2 separate regions of the Rattus norvegicus genome follow, and region 1 is linked to region 2. A link is a contact called in public Hi-C data. All regions are on one chromosome and are shown on one strand. The core of a region is the stretch at or near the end of the contact, and the rest is flanking DNA. Distances in the headings are between cores, read along the strand shown. Region 1 overlaps Il12rb2 (interleukin 12 receptor subunit beta 2). Region 2 overlaps Serbp1 (Serpine1 mRNA binding protein 1).

Region 1 (2,739 bases), core at 212-2,711, 45 kb before region 2:
CAAACCAACAACATGACTGCTTCCTGTTATTTCTCCATTTTGTAATAGGGTTGCTGAATGTAAGCCATGAATCCAAAATGAAGGTACTCAGTTTGTGTGGGTTGTTTTTGTTGTTGTTTCTATATTTACTTATTTGAGGTTGTGTGCATGTGTCATTCATAGTGTGGGCCTGTTCTCTCTTTCCACTATGTGGGTTTCAGAAATTGAACCCAATCATCAGGCTTGTTAGCAAACACCTCTTTACCCACTGAGCCATCCTGCCCACCCAGTACTCAGTTTTCGACTCACAAATTATATGTACTTTGTAAATAGCCCAACCATTAGTAGAAATTTCATAGAGAGCCAAAGAAGCCAAGAGTTATTATTATCCTTATTTTGAAAATAGGAATACTATATCTCAAAGTGCTAAAAATCAAAGAATCAAGGCTGGGGCTAAATACAGCTCGGTGTGAAGTGCCTGTCCTAGCATGCACAGTCCCCAATCCCCAGTCCCCAATCCCCAGTCCTCAATCCCCAGCATCACACATGCACAAAATCAGCGACATTCCAAGCTGAAACAGAAAGAAAGAAGAGCTGTGCCTAACGTATCCAAAAACCTGGGCTTCGGAAGGGGCCTTGGTCAGTGCTGCTCTTCTTTGATATTAGCCAAACTCTAGAGATTTTCCCTCTGACATTAGAGCTGCCCTCTGCCCACGGTGCCATGCAGCCTCCTAGCTTTCCTTCTTTTCATTGTTTGCATCAAGGAGTCAAGTTTTACTTTAAAACAAATACAACCAGTTTTGTCTAAGTCTTAGTAATAAATAGTTTATCAATTCAGAGGTGCCTTCCTCCGGTAGATTTTTAACTTAAAAATTTCAAATCAAGTGTGTCCCGTCCTGAGACATGTCAGATTTTGTTCTGTCTCAGGTTTTGTTCCCCGAGTTATTTTTGATGTTGAGAACCTTTACCGTAGGAGTAGCCAGGAAGTGGTTTATTAGCAGTGTTTCCACAGAGCGCAGAGAGAAAAGTGGAGAAGGAAATCAAAAGGACAGCCTTGTCTTGTAGCATGTTCTGACCACGTATGAACACTGGCCTGAGGGCCACACTCAACTCTGTTAAAAGAGATGTAGGCACTAGAGATGCAGGATTGACTGCTGCACACTCCCGGTAACGCCCTCGCCACTGCCCACCAGGGGGCGCTCTATAATCTCCTATGTCTTCTCCCTGGGTAGGGCTTGAGCTAGTTGCTCAGCAGCTCTGTGCCTGAGCTCACGCCTTAGAATGGGAAATGAAAACTCCTAGACATGACAAGAAAAGTAAAGCTCGCGATTAACAAAATGTTCTTTTTCTCCCTTATCACTAACTCAAATGAGTAGCACTGGAGTGCAGATACATTTATCTACAGAGTCAGTTGGCTCGGCAGCATGTACGTCTTCAGAATTCACTTCTGGTCTCCTGTGACTCAGAGCCTTTTGGCTCTTGGGTAAAAAAAAAAATCTTGTCCCCACCCATTCCAAATTGCTAAACTCATGCTTTTAGTAGACGCTGTGCGTCAGAATGGGTCATAACCTCTCGGCTGGAGAAGGTGCTTTGCAACTGGAAAGGTGACAGGGAAGTCAATCTGTAAATTGTGATGACCTGAACCTCACTCTCTCAGGCCTGAGGAGCAACACATCACAAAGAGGGGGAAAAAAAAACATTACAGATGGAAGCGAGTGCCCATTACAGAAAGGCAGCCCCTTAGCTGTCTCTCATACCATCCTTCCCAGCCAGCCATATAGGTTCAAAGATAAATGTGTCTAACATAGACTGTCCAAGTTCTCCCACCAAGTCATTCCTCAGATTAACCGTCCACAAAGCCCCCCATTTCCCAGAGGCTGCTTCCTCCACAAGCATTTGCTTCCTCTGTGTTCTTTTTCTCCTTCGATAAAGGCCAAGCTTATTAATATGGTATTTGTTAGAGCATCAAATTTTAAGAAGCATTTGCATGGCTGGGTGTGGTGGTGCATACCTATAATACCAGAGGCAGGGGAGCTAACACAAAATGGAGGTCACCTTGGTTTCTATAGTGAGTTCTAAATCAACTAGGGTTTCACAGTGAAAGCCTGTGTCCAAAACATACACACACACCCACACGCACACACACACACACCCCTAGGGAATATAATTAAAAGCAAATACTTGCTTATATAACCTTCAAACAGGCATTAAGATGAATTGTAATGGACACCTGAAAAGATAACTTCAGGATGACGCTCAACAGACTCCAAAAGTTCCTCAGCAGCACTGTCTGCACCCAGTCCACTGGACCAAGATCTAGTTTAGGACTTGAGGACCAAAGAGTTTCCCCCAAGAGGCTTGCATCTCACAAAGCTGAGAGAGCTCATTCATTAATCACAGTAAGAATGCAGGCACCGGGCCAACCAGAAGTCTTGACTCAGCAGATCAGAACATCCTTTCTCCTCTGCTAAATGTCTCGGAATCCATATTACAATCAGAAAACTGGTTCGTTCACTTACAGTGAAAGAATTGAAGTGTGCCAGATGTTCATGTCAGCCCAAACTCTTCTGGCAGAGAAACTGCATAGGAAACCAAGTTATTTAGCCTCCTGGGAAGTGAGAAACCAGAGCAAGGGCATTGGCTGGTCCATGGGTATGTCTTCTAGTAAACAGAGTCTCCTGCCATGAACAGATAACTGTGCCCAGAAAGCCCTGTCTTCTTCCTGCAGTAGGTAGCAATGGGGACTGCCAGAGGTAGGCC
Region 2 (2,903 bases), core at 174-2,673:
TCCTAGCACTTAGAGTCAGAAGCCGGTGAATCTGAAGTTCAAGGCCAGATCTGCCTACAAAGCAAGTTCCAAAACAGCCAGAGTTACACACAGGAAGAAATCCCTATCTCCAAAAAAAAAAAAAAAAAAAAAGTTATCCATATTCATTAAAAACAAAAATAATTCAAATCACATCTGAACAAATTTAAACAATACCTCTTCACTTTTTGATTTATGCAGAACAAATCCCTTTTTCCATTGTCCATCAGCACCTTCATTTGGTTTTCGGATATTAAATTCTACTTTTGCTCGGTCTTTATTTTGAATAGCTTTCCACTCATCCAAAGTCATCTCTTTTGGACCCTCTTCCTTAACCTCTTCAACTTCGTTCTCCCTGTTAAAAAGATTTACATTTTATGCCTGGTGGCAGCAGATACCAATTTGTAGAAAAATGGTTAAGAGCACTGACTTGACACACACAGGATAACTCACTACTCCCTCTAACTCCAGTTCCAGGAGATGGAAAGCCCTCTTCTGAACTACACAGACAACAGGTAAGTAAAGTACAATACACAGATGTAGGCAAAATACATAAATCAAAATTTTAAAATATGTATTTCAAATTATAAGAAACAAATCGTTAGTAATCTGCAAGAAAGACCATCAAAAGTAGAACCAGCTTTCTACATAAGCCAGTGACCGTGACCAATATGCAACAGGGTAGAGACCACCAGTCTACTTGCCCACTTGTGTATACAAATTAACTTGCCTTCTTAAATGAATAGTTCCCCTAAACTGCCTTATTAACCCATTATTACACATTTCTTTCAAACTATATTTTAAACTGTACCATCTTGTCTAAATAATTTCATTGTCTACTTTCTCCCAAAACAGTGAGTGTATGCAGTGCATCAGGTGTTCACCGTGCATGTCCATGTAAAGGCCAAAGGTCAATGTTGGCATCTTCCTTGGGCTCTAAAAACCTTCCCATCCTCACTAAAAGGGTAAGGCTGGTCAGATGTGCACCCATTCCTGGGTTTTACGTGGGTACTAGCCAAGGTCTTGAAGCTTGAGCAGCAGGTGCTTTACTGACTGAACCAACACCACCTCATCTTTTATTTCATAAAGGAGACCATTATATCTAATGCTCTCCTACTTTAGCACTCAAGGCAAGTATAAAAACCTAATTTCTACAAATCTGAAATTCTACATAATTCTCAACTCAAACCAACCAACCTAACACATGGACAGGAGACTGAGGTTTCACTAGTAATGGACTGTCCACAAAACAAACTAGTTTCAGTATTTATACCAAAACAGTTATTTCTCAATGTAATTGTTAGGTTTTAACTGTTTTAATTATCTGTTCCCCTTTCTACATAAAGCTCAGGCCTAGGGATCCAATATCTTAGTCTAATTCTAAATGTCACCAAACAAATCATTTGCTATTTTGGGGAGCTCTGCTTCTTTCCAAAGATAGCAAGTGATTTGGTTTAGCATCATTGCTAAAATATCTTTATGTAGTTCTTTATATTTGGACAGATTCTAGATTCTGTCTTATAACTTCCTGAAGTAAACTGACATTCGATTTGACAGGACATTGAATAAAGTTATCAATTAATTTTCCAAATAGAACTAAAGCCCTGGAATTGCCCTAATGATTCACTAATTCTGGCAATAATACCTACCTTTAAAAACTACCTAAGTTTTGCTTACTTCAACTATCCTTACACTTGGTTTCCCCCTACTTCACTAAGAGTAGACTACTCTTAACATGGTGACCATGATCTTCATTAGAAATAATTGTCCCAACTGCTCCTGGGCCCTGACCAGAGAAATCCTTTCTAATATTCCATGAATACATAATTTTCTCTGAGAAACACTCTTTGAGAATCAATCTGAAAGTGACTCAAAATTGTTTAATAAGGAGAAAGGATATGTTTACTACTGTGAGAGGTACCATTAATCCCCATTATGCTTACCCCTCCAAGTAACACATTTCATATATACATTCTTGTTATGTTTTTCAAGATAGGGCTTCTCTGGGTAGCACTGGCTGTCCTGAACAACTCTCACCTCAAACTCAGGTTATCTACCTGCCCCTGCTTCCTAAGTGCTGAGATTGAAGGTGTGCACCACCAACCAACACAATAAAAATTCTCAATGTAAAAGACTATCTATTTCTATTTACTTTTGTATATTCCAGTGATATTCCTTATTCCAACAAGCTCACAAAATACAACGCTTAGGAGTTGCTCACCAAAATAGCACTTTACATTTCTATTGTTTTCTCTCATGTAGTTTCAGAGGATCTCAAACTTGCTATGTAGTCCCGGCTGGCCTTGAATTCCTGATCATCTTGCATCCACCTCCTAAGTGCTATAATTATGGGTTTATGTCATCATGCCCGGCTACCAGAGCTACTCTTTTGAAGCTAAGAAAGAATACTCCTTTGATTCATCTAACGTGGCCTGAGAATCACTGTCCTACATAAAATGACACAGACCCAACACAGTTCCAAATAACAGAAAACCTAAAAATGAATCCATGTATTTACAGCCATTTGATTTTTTTTACATAAGGTTCCAAGAACATACACGCCGAAGAATGACAATCTCTTCACTAAATGATACTAGGAAACATAGGCTTTCTCCTATGCTCTATATGAAAATTAATTCTTTAACAGTTAAATATTTTAAATAAATGGATTGAAATGAAAAGTGGTGACACATGCCTTTAATCCCAGCTCTAAAGACAAAAGGAAAGCAGATTTTATAAACTAAAGCCAGCCTAGGCTACATATTTGAGTTCTAGGCCAGCATTACAAAAATAGTGAGACCCTTTATAAAAAACCAAACAGAACTTGAGAAATGGTTTAGCAGTTAACCACTCTTCCTGAGAACCCAGATTTGAACATTAGTACC

What was found. Hi-C and Micro-C count contacts between places; a contact is called where the count stands out from the background.
Region 1: a Hi-C map of Schwann cells shows a contact between it and region 2, with 2.9 times the contacts expected there. The contact joins two enhancer-like sites. A contact is called at or near these places in 5 of 12 Hi-C or Micro-C datasets (the A7r5 cell line, Schwann cells, frontal cortex and 2 more).

Annotation. Positions count from the first base shown.
Region 1 is chr4:97,783,818-97,786,556 of GRCr8, reverse strand. All of the region lies in intron 9 of Il12rb2 (interleukin 12 receptor subunit beta 2), which reads left to right. Among named protein-coding and RNA genes, the nearest start is that of Serbp1, 54 kb to the right of the region's middle. Within about 2 kb of position 1,461, at least 6 of the 93 cell types and tissues checked have an H3K27ac peak or open chromatin away from gene starts, as enhancers often do.
Region 2 is chr4:97,739,076-97,741,978 of GRCr8, reverse strand. Serbp1 (Serpine1 mRNA binding protein 1) reads right to left here. Exons shown (of 8, transcript NM_145086.1): 6 at 196-373. Among named protein-coding and RNA genes, the nearest start is that of Serbp1, 9.2 kb to the right of the region's middle. Within about 2 kb of position 1,423, at least 4 of the 93 cell types and tissues checked have an H3K27ac peak or open chromatin away from gene starts, as enhancers often do.